Regions from separate parts of the Mus musculus genome. Here region 2 is linked to region 1. The links are chromatin contacts, called in public promoter capture Hi-C maps. All regions are on one chromosome and are shown on one strand. Each heading gives the region's core, a stretch centred on a gene start, on an enhancer-like site or on the middle of the called end of the contact. The rest is flanking DNA. Distances are from core to core; before and after follow the strand shown. Region 1 holds the start of Rbm3os (RNA binding motif protein 3, opposite strand). Region 2 holds the start of Rbm10 (RNA binding motif protein 10).

Evidence for each region. Promoter capture Hi-C pulls out the DNA fragments that hold promoters and counts their contacts.
Region 2: a contact with region 1 is called in a promoter capture Hi-C map of cranial neural crest. The contact joins the promoter of Rbm10 here to the promoter of Rbm3os in region 1. A contact is called at or near these places in 1 of 39 promoter capture datasets (cranial neural crest) and 1 of 484 Hi-C or Micro-C datasets (B cells).

Annotation. Positions count from the first base shown.
Region 1 is chrX:8,141,679-8,148,851 of GRCm38.p6, forward strand. It overlaps Rbm3os (RNA binding motif protein 3, opposite strand), which reads left to right and starts at 3,749. Exons shown (of 3, transcript NR_033561.1): 1 at 3,749-4,053; 2 at 4,814-4,940; 3 at 5,878-6,286. Rbm3 (RNA binding motif (RNP1, RRM) protein 3) reads right to left here and starts at 4,202. Exons shown (of 7, transcript NM_001166410.2): 1 at 3,960-4,202; 2 at 3,277-3,394; 3 at 2,895-3,001; 4 at 2,170-2,269; 5 at 1,980-2,073; 6 at 1,573-1,651; 7 at 678-1,277. The coding sequence starts at 3,379. The coding sequence ends at 1,594.
Region 2 is chrX:20,613,599-20,620,771 of GRCm38.p6, forward strand. It overlaps Rbm10 (RNA binding motif protein 10), which reads left to right and starts at 3,905. Exons shown (of 24, transcript NM_145627.3): 1 at 3,905-4,453; 2 at 6,376-6,516. The coding sequence starts at 6,500. It overlaps Ndufb11 (NADH:ubiquinone oxidoreductase subunit B11), which reads right to left and starts at 4,021. Exons shown (of 3, transcript NM_019435.5): 1 at 3,462-4,021; 2 at 2,116-2,246; 3 at 1,728-1,944. The coding sequence starts at 3,662. The coding sequence ends at 1,821. It also overlaps the pseudogene Gm23628.

The DNA of each region.
Region 1 (7,173 bases), core at 2,499-4,998:
AGTGCCTACATTTGAATTCAGGAACCTGAATCCAGTCTGAACTACCTTAATCCCCATTTTTTAGTAAAGTTTCCTTTATGTCTGACATATAGCATATACCACCACTCCAGTCCCCATTAAGAAAAGTGCACTATGGGGCTGGCGAGATGGCTCAGTGAGTAAGAGCACCAACTTGCTCTTCCGAAGGTCATGAGTTCAAATCCCAGCAACCACATGGTGGCTCACAACCACCCATAATGAGATCTGATGCCTGAATCTGTAGCATATTGTACTTATATATAATAATAAATAAATCTTTAAAAAAGAAAAGTGCACTACTCTGTGTATAAGTTTACTGCCCATGTTATGAGATTAAGGCACTTATCTTCTCAGAACAATCTTGCAAGGAGGATATCCATCTACCTTGTACCCAGAAAAGCAAACTTAAAGTAATAGTTGTGAAAAGAACCAAGAAACAATTTCAGAAAACCCAATTCTAGTCAGAAGGGGACTGACTTTCATCTGTATCCATCACATTTCATGTCTCACCATATACCCAAACTAACTTCAAATTCAAGCCTCAACCCTTCTGACAGTTCCTGCCCATCCATCCCAGTATGTTTTCCAAGCTTCATCTTCCTGACTTGCCTCTCGCTCTAAATTGTAAACTGGGTTTGAATAAGGAAAAAGCATTATCAGTATTGATTTGTGTTCAGGTTTCATCTTTTAATTAGCTCCATAAAGGACATCCTAAACACATCAGACACAACAGAATACTTTTCTTCCAGTATTAAAAAATGACATTCACAAACATTTTAAAGAAGCTCTTCTATATAATCAGGATGGTGATCTTTAATAAAAAACATCTCTAAGCAATCATGATCTTGACTCGGATTGTTCATAGGTACATTCAGAAATCACTTTCTGGCCATGATAAACATTGTTTACAAGGTTTTAAAATGTCCCTAAATACACATCAACTTTAAAAACTGATTTAGCCTGGCCACTTTTTTCTTTTGGCCAGAAACAATAATCCTGAGTGCCTAAACAAAAATTCTGATAAAAGGAAAAATATTGGGACTGTAACAAATGTCTTAAAATTTGTTTTTAAAAGGGAAAAAATGTTTAAAGAACACATGGAGCTTTCTAAAAGTTCTTTAACAAACTACCTTGGGAGCTCAATTCAAAAATAGAACTTGATGTACTAAAACAGACGTTTCAGCGCAGCTCCAAAAATCTTTATAAATACAGCAATTTGCAAGGACGATCCTGGATCAGAAGTGTTATTCCTTGTGTATCTGAGAATAGTAAGAGGTAGAATTTTGATGTCAGGAAGAAACAGACTGATAACACGCTTACCTCCCAGAGTTGATAAAGATGCAGCATACCACCTCTTTTATTTCTACCATGCCCCGCCTCCGCCCCCCCTTCAACTAGCTCTGGCATGCATGTAACAGCAAGAGCACCCAAGTGGCTGGGTTAGGCATCAAGGCAGCAGAGATAAAGGGCAGTGTGGCGAGAAGAAAAGCAAAAGGGAGAAGAGGGTCTGATGATAACAGGTTGACGCAATGCCAATCTTCAGGTCTCACCTACATTTTGTGTGCATGCCCCATCTCAGTTGTCATAATTGTCTCTGTAATTTCCTCCTGAGTAGCGGTCATAGCCACCCTGGCTTCTGGGAAAAAGCGATATTGTTTTACAAGAATGTATTCTACATTGTAGACATTAAACACTAAAAACTATACATGTCATGTTTCATAATAGCAGATTCACAATAGAAATGTTAGTCAGTTTTCAGGTGATGGAGACTGTATTCTTGAGATTGGTACATGGTGGGCACGGGCAATTGACCTTTGATATATCCAAGCCACATAATACTCTTAAAAAATGTATAATAAACAGGATACATAAAATATGAGCACTATGTAAAATTCCCATTTTCAGCATAAACTAGATTTAAAAACACTGGTACCTGACTATCCCAACCTCTCAATACCCACCTGCCACTGTAGTCTCTAGACCGCCCATACCCATATCCATATCCTCCAGGACGACTGTCATATCTTCCACTTCCATATCCCTGGTCTCCACCACCTACAGAAAAATATTCAAATAGTAGCTGTTCAGACATAGGCTCTTAACATTAAATAGCGCTACTTAATCTCATAATCAAACCATGACTGCACTTACCTCTAGAGTAACTGCGACCACGCCCACCAAAGGCACCCCCTCTGGATCCCCTGGCAGACTTTCCTGCATGATCAACTCGGATTTGGCGCCCATCCAGGGACTAGGTATGGGAAGGAGACAGACACAAGGAATTGTCAGTCACAGTAGGGATGAGGGAAGAATGGGCACAGGCAGGTAGGTGTAGGCAAGAGCCCAGAAATTCCTGCTGGGCACCAAATTCTGGGTGCCTCGTCCAAGCCAAGCTCCGCTGACCAGAATGGCTTCACCAGGAGCTATGGAATCCCACAAAAAGACCTGAATCCACCGGTCTCCCCTGCTACTACTTACATCTTGACTGAACTCAGGCTGACGTATCCTCCCCACTCCTCTAAGCTGCCCGACTATTAGGGCTAGACACCTCTCTCGGTCTGAGGCTTCAGAGTCCATCCCAGCAGACTCACGAGGTCCTCTCCGGTCCTCTGCCAGGCCCACAGCTCTGCAGACTCTACTACCTAAGCCCAGAGCAGGTCAACCATCCACAGGTGGCTTCTCCGCCTCATGCAGGACCAGTCGTCGCCTCCCAGGCAGCCCGGCTCTGTCTGCCGCTGCCCTCCACCCCCTAGAACAGAAGGCAGTCATGCTCCTGTGAGTGGCCACGCTGCCCCTGGCAGACATAGAGGGAAAACAGAAAGAACGAAGAAAGTGGCAGACAGGGAGACGGCCCCTGTGCAGGCAGGAGGCCTCACCTCTCCATTCATAGCTCTCATCGCATCTGAGGCATGCTCTGGGTTTGTGAAGGTGATGAAGCCAAAACCCCGGGATCTTTGAGTCTCCCGGTCCTTGACAACAACCACTGGGGGAGGGGCAGAAAGACAAATGTTAGAACCCTAACATCTAAGTAGAAAGTAATAGCCAGGCACAGCCACAGATCAAATAGCACTTGGGAGAATTAGGACCCCGCCAACCCCCCCGCTCCTGTTTAAAAAAAAAAAAATCCTGTATCCAACTGAATTTATTTCAGCCTAACCGTTACCGTACAGACATGGAAGTTAAAGAGAATTTCAGGTTTTAGTTCTAGACTAGCTCTTCTCCACCAACCCTCAACCCCGGGGCTGGTCCATGGCTCACCCTCAGAGATAGGCCCAAAGCTGCTGAAGTGGTCTTCAAGTGCCTGTTCATCGGTGTTGAAGTTGAGCCCTCCTACGAAGAGTTTCCCTTCTTCAGACGACATGGCAGAAGGCAAGTCCTAAAGGGAGTGCACGAATTATTGGGGAGTCAATGTGGCAGGTAGTGAGGTGTACAATATCCGGATACAGAGAATTACAGCGAAGACAGAAAATGGGTTAAAAGAGACAATTCAAATGGCAAGAGGCTCGGGAGCAGAAAAGGCGGGAACCAGCAAGGCTGGGTGAGCCCATCCGCCATTTGATGACTCCTATCGCGCATGCCCACAACATCCCAGGCTGCCACGCCCGTCATTTTGTACGGTCGCGCAGGCCTACAGCAGCATTGCATTTCCTCTTTCCCCGCAGAACAAGATGGCGGCGGTCACGTGGGAAGGGACAGCCGGTACAGGTTGGCGCGTGGTCCCCGCCGCCGCCCGAGCCCGTGCCTTCCGGCATTTCTCCCGTTCCGATGCAGCACGCCCGCCTCACAATGAATACATTTTTGCCTTCGAGCCTGGGACTAACCCTCCTCAAAGCTCAAGCCCACATATCAGCGGCCACAACTCTTCCTGCCCTCGTCCCTCGCCCATAGAGGGCAAGGAAGTGAGGTGGGGAACGAGCGCTGAGCAAGGCGAAGGCGCTTACCTGGAAATTAAAAGTCAGAGGACGGCAGAGACGACGAGCTCGAAGGAACCGGGAGAACAGAGAGACTGCGGCGCGGGAAGACGCCTGATAAAGCGTGCGTAGCCGAGACGTCACACAACGTCCCCCAGCGCGCCCTGGCGTGCGTGCTCATTGGTTGAGGCCAGCGGGGGGGGGGGGTTGGGAAGAGGACGAGGAAGGCGGAGGCAGCAATTTGCCTCGCCGCTTCCGGGAATCGAGAGGAGCTTTATGAGTTCAGTGCGTTCTCCTATAAGCATCTCCTTTCTGCCCGAGAGACTGGCCCCCTTTCCATCTCAAACGGTTGGATCCATAGAGCCTTTTCCTCCCTGACGTCATTTTCAGTGTTTTTGACGTCATCTCTCCCTTTCCATAGGAAGTCCTAACTGACAGTAGGTCGGTGCCAGCGAACTGCCGTCCTCAGAAACCAATCTTTTCTTTTTAGACCTTTAACTGCATATCCCTTAAGGCCCCGAGGCCTTCAGAGTTCTTCCTGTCAAACCTTACATTTCCGAATGCTTAGCCCCTCCTCCTAACATATAGCTGTGTGTTAGCGGACTCCTTCCCTTGGTGTCATCCTCTGACTTAAGTTTGCATCCTTATCTGACAGTCTCTTTACGCCTGATAATGCGTTCAGCAAGCCAGGTAGCCTAGCTTCAAAGGATGCAAATCTCAATCCACTAAACGAATTTTACTCTCTATTCGGGATACTGGGTCTTGATCGAAAGGATGAACTTTTGCAGTACATAATGAAATCCATAGCAAGTAGTGTCTAAGTCCACTGCCTGACGATGTGATCTTTCCCAGCCTTCAGTGCCTAATAACTTGTTTGCCTCCAGGAACTCTACATTGTTGACTCCTAGAATAAATTTGTTCAACATTGTAAAGGCCTGCCTCCCACTCCTCCACCAACCCCACCACAAATCGATTTGCTACCCTTTGGATGCCATTCATCTGTAATTCCTGGTAAGCTTATTCCCACATTTCTCAGTGATTTTCATGGATTTTTATTAAATTTGTAAGTAGTTATCTTTAGTTGAATACTTTTTGTTGTTCTAATATTTCTCACCCTGTGGTCTGTCCCTCACTGTATGCTCAGGTCACCCTGGAACTCATAAAACTTTTGCCTCAGCCTCTTCAGTGCTGGGATCATCACCACAACCAGCGTGTCTGTACTTTTAAAGAAATCCTCCCTGCCCAGGTCCCAAAGATACTCTTCTGCAGCTTATTACGTTAGCTGTATACTTTTGCTTTTAGTTTAAGGTCCTCAGTCCTTCTATAGGGTTCAGCTCAGTGGCAGAGTGCCTTCCTAGTATGTGCAAGTCCCTTGGCTTATATCCCAACAAAGAGAGAGAGCTGTGTCTGCTTTTACTGTGCCATTGAACCAGATGCCTCATCACCATCTATCAGAAAACTGAGGCAGGGTTGTGAATTGGAGCTTTAACAAGTTCCAGGCTAACTTTAGCTAGCCTATGGTGAGACCCCGTATTCAAATAAGCAAACAAAAATTGGATGATTTTTGAAATTGCATTTAATGTAGAGTTGAGAATAACGTCATATTACGTGAGGGTTTAAGGTATGTGCACACTGATACTGTTCCCATTAAGATCTGGCACTTTAGTTGGGTATGATAACTTAGACCAGAAATCCTAGCACTTGGGGAGCCTGGAGCAGTAGGTTCTTGCATTTAAGGCCAGCCTGGGCTACCTAATTAGTTACACCCATCTGCCAAACTCCCAAGAAAAACGCCAGACAAAAGAATTGGAGCCTAGTTCTCTTGCCCCTTGAGTATGGACTGGACTTAGGGGAGCAATTATAATGTGCAAAATAATTGAAGCACAAGTCAGAGTGTGTCGTGACTGGGTCGCTGAAAGGCACTTTGGTTTTCTGTTCTCTCATGCAGGCTGAGCTTTCTGTGACATGTTTGCTGGTTTATCAAGAGCAGTCCTAAAGAGGGGACTAAAGTGACACGGAACTGTGATATACTGCCAAGAGGTACAGGAACAGGCCTTCCTAGAAGTGGATCCACACCTACACTACTGTGTAGGCTGACACCTGGATGGATGGTATATGAATGCTATGAATCAGAGTCACCTAGCTAGGCCAATCCCAGAACCCCGACCGTCTAAAACCACAGATGTTTGTTTTGTCTTGAGACTGTGTAACTCAATTTGTGAATTGGTGCTTAGTTCCCTTGCCCCTTGAGCCTCACACAGGCTCGAACTTAATGCATGCAGCAGCATGCCTGATATACTCATTAAGCTTTGTGCTAATTTGATATCAATAGATACCTAATACATCTTCCCAGCAAAGAGCATGAAATATCTTTATTTACATCACACACACACACACACACACACACACACACACACACACACACAGAGCAAGTGTAGGGAAGGGAGGGAGACAGGGTCTCTATGTAGACAGGGTCTGTATGTATTCTAGGTTGGCCTGGACCTCACCGCATAGCCCAGGATAGCTTCACACTCTCAATCCTCCTACCTAGCACTACAGATGTGCATCACTGTGACTAACTTTATCTATTTATTTGAAAATGGGATATTGCTAAGTCCCCTAAGAGGGCTCAAACTCCTGGGCTCAAGTCATCCTGCTTCAGCTTCTGGAGAGGTGAGACTAAAGATAACTATCGACTAATTTTGGTTTTGTTTGTTTGTCTGTTTTTGTAGATAAGTGTCTTACTATATAGCCTGGCTGGCTAGGAATTTGCTATATAGACTAGGCTGGCCTCTAACTTACAGAGATCTGCCTGCCTTTACCAAGTGTTAAGATTAAAGATATGTGCTACCATACCCAGCTAGACAAATGCTTAGCTACACCCACAGCCTTTAATATTGATACTCCTGAGTTTACCAAGGCCTTTTTTGTGCCCTAACAGTATGTAATTTTGTAACTGCTAATATAAAAGGTGTTTTTCTCACTTATGTTGGAAGATTAGATAGACACCGTGTTAGCTGTTCTTTTGTCAACATGACACAAGCGGGGCATCTGGGCAAAGGGAACCCCACGTGAGAAAATGTTTCGCTTAGATTGACCTGTAGGCAAGCCTGTGGGGGCATTTTCTTGAAAAAAAAAATGATTGATGTAGGAAGACACAGCCTACTGTGGCCAGTGCCATCCCTGGGCAGAAGGTCCTAGGTTATAGAAGAAAGCAGGCTAAACAAGCAGCTGCTGCGATGGT
Region 2 (7,173 bases), core at 2,655-5,154, about 12 Mb after region 1:
AAAAGGGGGAGTGGGCGGGTAGGGGAGTGGGGGTGGGTGGGTATGGGGGACTTTTGGTATAGCATTGGAAATGTAAATTTGCTAAATACCTAATAAAAAATGGAAAAAAAAAAGATATAGTGGGTGACAGTGATCACTTTATATATGTACATACATAGTTTGTGTGTAGGGGTGCATGTTTGTGGGTGTACCTCAAGTGTCATTCCTCAGGAGCTGTCAGGGTGTCTGTTTTTTTTTTAAAGATTTATTTATTGATTATGTGTAAGTACACTGTAGCTGTCTTCAGCCACACCAGAGAAGAGAGTCAGATCTTGTTACGGATGGTTGTGAGCCACCATGTGGTTGCTGGGATTTGCACTAAGGACCTTTGGAAGAGCAGTCGGGTGCTCTTACCTGCTGAGCAATCTCACCAGCCCTGTCTCACTGTTTTTAAGCTAACCAAATTGGCTAGGCTGGCTGGCTTGTGAGCAGCAGAAATCCACCTTGCTCTCTCTAAGATTATAAGTGTATGCTATCACGCTCAGGCTTTTTAACCTGGGTTCTAGGTACTGAACTCAGATTCTTGTGCTTGCATGCAAAGTACTTTACCAACTGGAACTTGGATCTCTCCAACTCTCTGTTTAATTCAGTGGCTCAAAACAGACAGTGTAGCTGAGCTGCAATGCAAGAGGAAGTGATCTTTCCAGCCAGAATACAAGGGCCTAGGGCCTGGATTTTAGGATTTAGTTGAAGTGTAACTTCTAGATTTTCGGATTTAAGTATAGCTAGAGTGAAAATTTCTCAAGGGCCAAGAGCTTGATGAAGTAGGGCTTGGGAAAATGGAAGACATTCATTTTTGATATATAAACCAGAAAGGCATAGATTGATGTCACTTATACAAGATGGAACATACCAATTTTTTAATGCTCCCCACCCCCCACCTACAATGAATGCACCATTCCTAATGGTCCTGTAATACCAGATTCAGGCATGGAGTGGACAGAGCAAGCTATTCCATCTCCCTGATAGTAAAAAAAAAAAATCATATATTTTCCTCACATAAAGGACATGTCAGATAGATATAGCACTTTATCTTAGCCAAAAGGCTGAGAAGTGTTGGTGGACCAAATGTTCCAGCACACACTATGCTGAGCACTGCTTTGCATAGAATATATCTGAACACATGTCCCTCTTGAGTTTTAGATCTTCTCCATCCAGAAGAGCCTCCCTCCAACATTTATAAGGCAGTGGTTCTCAATCTGTGGGGTGTGACCCCTTTAGCAACCTTCTACCTCCAAAAATATTTACATCACGATGATTCCTAACAGTAGCAAGGCTAAAGTTACAAAGTAGCAATGAGAATGACTTTATGGCTGGGGGTTCAGCACAACATAAGGAACTATATTGAAGGGTCTGAGCATTAGATAGGTTGAGAACCACTGCTTGAAGAAGCCCAGGTTACTGTACTGAACCCTGAAGTGCCAGACATCTTTTTTTGAAACCTTGACTATACAGACCAGATGTGCTTCTGATGGCTTTAGCCCTAGCTACTACTTAATAGCAACCACCTGAGATTCAAGGGGAGCCACATATCCTTGCTATGCAATCCACAGGGCCATGGGATACAGTACTAAGCCACCAAACCTTAGTGGTACACAGCAACAGACAAGAAAGGCAGCAGTGGCCCTTGAAAGCTTGTCACACACTCATATATCCTCTTCCATAACAAAAGCAGCAGTAACCAGTCATACTTTCAATTCCTTTAATAAGGTGTTCTGAGGAACCAGGTAAATAACAAGCAGCGGATGAGTAATGCTTCTTAGGCCCTGCTCGGTAAGCCATCAGTCATCTTCTGGTAACTGGATCTTGCTGGGATCGAAGTAGTTGGATTCCATGATGGGAAGGCCATTGACTTCTCGGTATTTCACAAGTCTCTCAGCTTCCCGGCGGGCCCACTCTTGCATCCTAAAAGCAACAAGTGGGTTATGATGTGAGGGAACCTTACTAGACAGAAGTTCCCAACTTTAGCACCCTATCCCCCACCAGTACAGGGTAAGAATTCTGGCCAGAGACTCCTCCAACCTCTACCTTTGCCTCTGCCCCTTCCCACTCAACTTTCTTAGAAAACCCCTATACCTGTAATCAGGCACATAAGCCACGAAGGTGGTCCCAAAGACCAGGACGATGGAAAAACCAAAGAAGAAGACAGCTCGCATATTCCAGACGTCCACCACAGGGTCACTATCATAACCATGAAAGTCAGGGTTCTGAGGAGAAGGAGAGGTCAATTAGGGCTTCTTGCTGCTCCATAAAGTTATATCCTGGCCTTGCATGACCTGGTCTCTAATCCGCCCTCCAATCTCTAACCAATCTCTTATCCCTGATTAAAATCCTTTCTCTACTTTTAGGATACGTGAAATTCCTTCCCACCACAGGGCTGTGACATTTGCTGCTCTCGAGGCCTAGAAAGCTCTTCTTCCAAATCTAATCACCACTGAATTCATCACCATCTCCCCATCCAAGATTTTGACTTTCTTTCCAAATGAATAATTGGCCTCACGTACTTGTTTGGGAGTGCTCACCCTGTCTGTTAAGTTTCATCCTTGGAAAGTGCTATTTATAAAGATTAAAAAAATGTTTGGATATTGGCAATTTCCTATGGGTCCACTTATTCTATAGGACCCTATAATAATTTAAGATCTTCAATCAGATGTTAATGTTGAATATACTAGGCCTTTTCAAAAACACAAACCTCACAATATCCTCAGTAGAGTGGAAATGGCAATAATAAACACCTTCTAATTTGGAGTACTTCTGAAGTAAGTGGTAAGAGCTGCAGTGACCATTCTGACTCATATGAAGCAGGTGTGTTTTTCTTAGCTTTCCTAGTACTTTTCTCACTTTACAAAGAAACCGAGGCACCAAGAGATTAAATTACTTGTCCAAGGTCATACAAGTGAATAATTTTCAACCCAAGATGTCTGACTCCAGAATCTCTGCTCTCCATAAAGCACAGGAATTCAGTCCTGAATGCAAATAATCAGCTCCATGACCTACTCAAGCTGTGATCTTGGGCTAGCAACTTGTGTTTTAGTATCCTCATCTATGTCACTGTAACAGTTACAGTGCCTACTTCAGTAACAGTTATAGTGCCTACTTCAAAATCACGCTACTTTAGAATTGAGATGAGTAAATAGATACAAAGTGTCTAGCACAGCCTGGCATTATGCACGTGTTACCTTAGAGTTTAGTATTACCCTAATTATAAAGTTTCTAACATGCTTTGGGTGCTGCCCTCTTTCAGTGTGATTTCTGACTGCAAATAAGGCAACGAAAGAGAAAAACAAGCTAGGCAAAATTTCTGAATATTCGAAGATTTTGTCCACTGCTCAAATCTCGGGCCGGAGAATGTCCGCTTTGACACTGGTTTCCCTGGTCCAGATTGGCCCCTACAGCGTCCCGTTTTCCCCCCTCCCTCTCACCTTCGCGTAGACGTTTTCGTCCTCGGGTTCTGGGTCCTCCTGCCACTGCATGGTCGGTTCTCGTTGCCGCTTTTTCTCCACACCGGATGGGGCGATTACAGCCCTGGAGGACTCCCAGCGAACGCGAGCAGCCGGGAGCCCTCTCATCGCCCCCGCTGCTGACAGGCAGCGACCATACAAGCTTAACAGTCGGGCCGCCATGACAGCTTGTACTGCGGAGTCCTGGGGGGCGGGGGGGGGGAGGGAGACGGAAATACAATGTGCGCAGCTGCGGTTGATCCCAGCGCGATTTTTGTCGCTCCGCCCTTACCTTGCTAAATAGATCCCCGGCCTAAGTTTGTTTACGAGTTCGGCGAGGTGCGGACTCTATTTTGCCTCCCACGCCGTGTCGCTACCGAATCAACGTTATCATTTCTGTTAGTCTGGGAGAGAGTTGTTTTTGAGAGGTCTGTTCATTTTCTTCGTAAGAAGAAAGCGGTGACATCTAGATGGCCCTGTAGGGAAAGAGGTGGAGCTTCTAGTTGTCTTTCAACTTCAAAGGACAGCAAGCTTCTAAAGAGCGGGCCTCTTAGGGGTAGCCAATAGCTACTCTTTTTTCTGGACTCCTGGGCCGTTCTCACAGGGAATGGGGAGGTAGCATATGCTTGCCAATCAGAGAATGCCAGGGCCAGCCAATGGTGACCGGCAACCAATCGTCAAGGCCGGCCAGAGCGCGCTCCCTTAGTAGGTGGATGGTGGTCGGATCGCCGGCTCTCTTCTCGTCGCCATTTTGTGTTGGTGACTGTGGCCGGCTAGGAGGAGGTGGCACCGAGTTTCCTTGGGAGGGCAACGCGTCGGTCGCGTCTCCCCTCCCCCTTTCCTCCTTTTTGCTCCCAGTCTTGGACTTGGTAGTTGCATGCATTGGCTCCCATTTGAACTAACAGTTCTGAAGGAGGTGGTGGCGGGCGGAGGTGATGCCTGGGAGCCCTCCCTTGACAGCCCGGGCCGAGAAGGTGAGCGCCGTTGCGGGTCGTGGGATCGGAGGTAAAGGAGCTGGGCGCGTGGGAGGGGGAGAGGGCCGGTGTGCATAGAAGAGGCGCGGGGACGGACTGTACCCTCGGAGTTCGCACAGAGCTGAGGGATGCCTGCACAGCCTGCACCTGAAGAGGGGGTATGGTCCCCCACCCCAGCTTTTTTCTTATGAAAGCAAAAGCGCGTGCGCGATTGGGACGCGGGATGGGTGCACGCGGGTTGGGGGAAGGGAGAGACAGATGGGAGTGGGGTACTGTGACTTACTGTATTTGCCCACCGAACTTTTTATCTTTTGAAACGCGCGTGTTTGCGACTTTGCGGGGGGTGTTCTTAGAGGAGGGTTGTGCTGACTGCCCTTGTTACTTAACTATCCACGGGGAAATACTCTGGCTGCGGCCTCTATTCATTTATGTGGTGGGAATGAGGGTGACAAGCGCGGAGAAAGAAAGTGAATATGGTTTTTATCCTTGGGGTCTGTATCTGACCTCTGATCCTTATCAGGAAGCAGGCTTGTTACTGATCGACCCCAACTTAGTTAGTTTGGGGAGGGGGTGCAGAGAATATATATATCCGGCGTTTCTTCTTTTGGGAGTTGTATCTGTAACAGTGAGGTCTATATATTCAAAGGGAAATCCGTTTAATTGTGTCTCTTATAGGTATCCTGTGATCCTGGCCCTTGGCTATTTTGGGGGCTTGTCTGTAACTTTGTTTCTTTTCTGTGCTGTGTATGCAACAAAATTAGACTCATTCTTTTGCCATTGAGCATTTTGTGTCAGGTTCTCATCCACTGGGGTTCCTGCCTGTGATTCTTTTCCCCATCTGGGGGAAGTTAACTGATCCTTGAGTTGGAAGAGAAAATAGGTACTTAAGAGAAAAGGTGTTGTGGCAACCTACCGTTGGGCAAGTACTATACCCGCCTAGCTTTACTTGGTTCCTGTACAAATGGGTGGCAGCTAAAGATTCAGGGGTAATTTTGATCTCTGGTTGGGTCATGACACTCTCAGATCTTGTACTTCTCAAGGCAGTCCCAAAAGTTGGATGAAGTAGCTGTCCCTGTCACTCAGTAGAACAAGATGTTTTGGAACCACTTGGGAAAGAGGCCCCTTTTGCCTCTGGAAAGCTTAGCCTAAGCTCCCTGGGGAGAGATTCACCTGGGGACCTGGCTGCACATTAGGGCGGAACTACTTGCTGTGTTGAGGATCAGAGCTGTGTTGGCCAAAAAGCCCAGGGAGGTGGCAGCTGTCTTGTTGCCATGTTAGCCGCCTCCCCCCTCCAAAAGCCTTTCAGGGTTTCTGACTGCCTTGTTGGGGGTATAGTTGGCATCTTGTTGGGAGGTTGAAATAATACCCTGACCCATGGAAAGGAGTCTGAGATTCCTTCTGTTGTGAAGTCTTTTGCTACTGTATTGTCTTTTGGAGTTTTGCTAGTTTTTGTGATGGGACCTCAGGGCCTTGAATGTGCTGGGCAAGTGTTCTACCCTCAACTATACCCCATCCAATTATTGTAAAAGTCTTATTTTTGTGACTAATGTGCCTAATCTAGGCAAATCATTTAGCACTTGCCCTTCCCTTCCCAGCAACCAGCCATGGGCTTACATTTGTCTACCAGTCTAAGAATGCAAAACCTTGGTCATAAATAGCCTGTGGCCCCACCAAATCTTTATGAGATATCTTTGTTTGATGAGGGCTTTGCTATTTTCTAGGGTAGTGGAATATGGGGGAAGAAAAGGAGAGAGAGCCAAGTAGGGGTTGTCTTCCTGAACTGTTGCACGGAAGCACGAGGAAATGGAAAACAATGTCCTTGGGTTATAGGACAGTAGGGAATCTTGACAATGACTGTCTCCTCAAGGAGGCCCTCTCTGCTCCAACTGCCTTGACCCCTTTCTTCCTTCCATTCTCTGTAGAGTCTCTGCAGGAGGTATCACCCAGACGGGCAGATCATGCTGGCAGCAACAGGGGTGGCTGAGAAGTGAAAGGAGCCAGCTACTGAGGAGGGGCCCCAGCAGCCCCTAAAACTCCTATCAGGACATGGAGTATGAAAGACGGTGAGTTATCCCCTCCCTCCCCTCCCAGTGTGAGCACTGGTTTAGGATGAAGGGCGCTCTAGGCAGGAGAAACAACACAGCAAAGAAATGGACTCTTTTCAGCACATGTGCATCTGTGCTCTGAGAATGCACAGGTGAATGACACAATGACTGTAGGTCTCCCCTGTAAGAGACTGTCTTGCTATGTATAGCATTACATGGAAGAGCACATAGTTTACAGGTGATACCAAACAGCCTGATGAGTACCATGACTGGACGTGAAGGTGGGGTTTTTGTTAATATGGGTGTGGAGGCCAGAGAGTGGTGCCAGGTGTCCACCCAATTGCTCCTCCATCTTAGTTTTTGAGACTGGGTCTTTCATTGAACCCAGAGCTCACAGATTTAGCTATACTGGCTGGCCAGCAAGCCTGAGGGAGTCTCTTTTTTTCTACCTCTTCATCACTGGGATTGAAGGCATGTGCTACACCTGGTGTTTTTATATGGACACTGGATAATCAAGCTTATGCCCTCATATACCACAAGAAGTTTACTGATTAAGGCATCTTCCAGGCCTGCTTTTCTTTTTTTTTTTTTTTTTTGTCTTGAGACAGTTTCTCTTTATAGTCCATACTGGCCAACTTGTGGTTTTCCTAAGACCTGGGGTGACAGGTGTTCCAC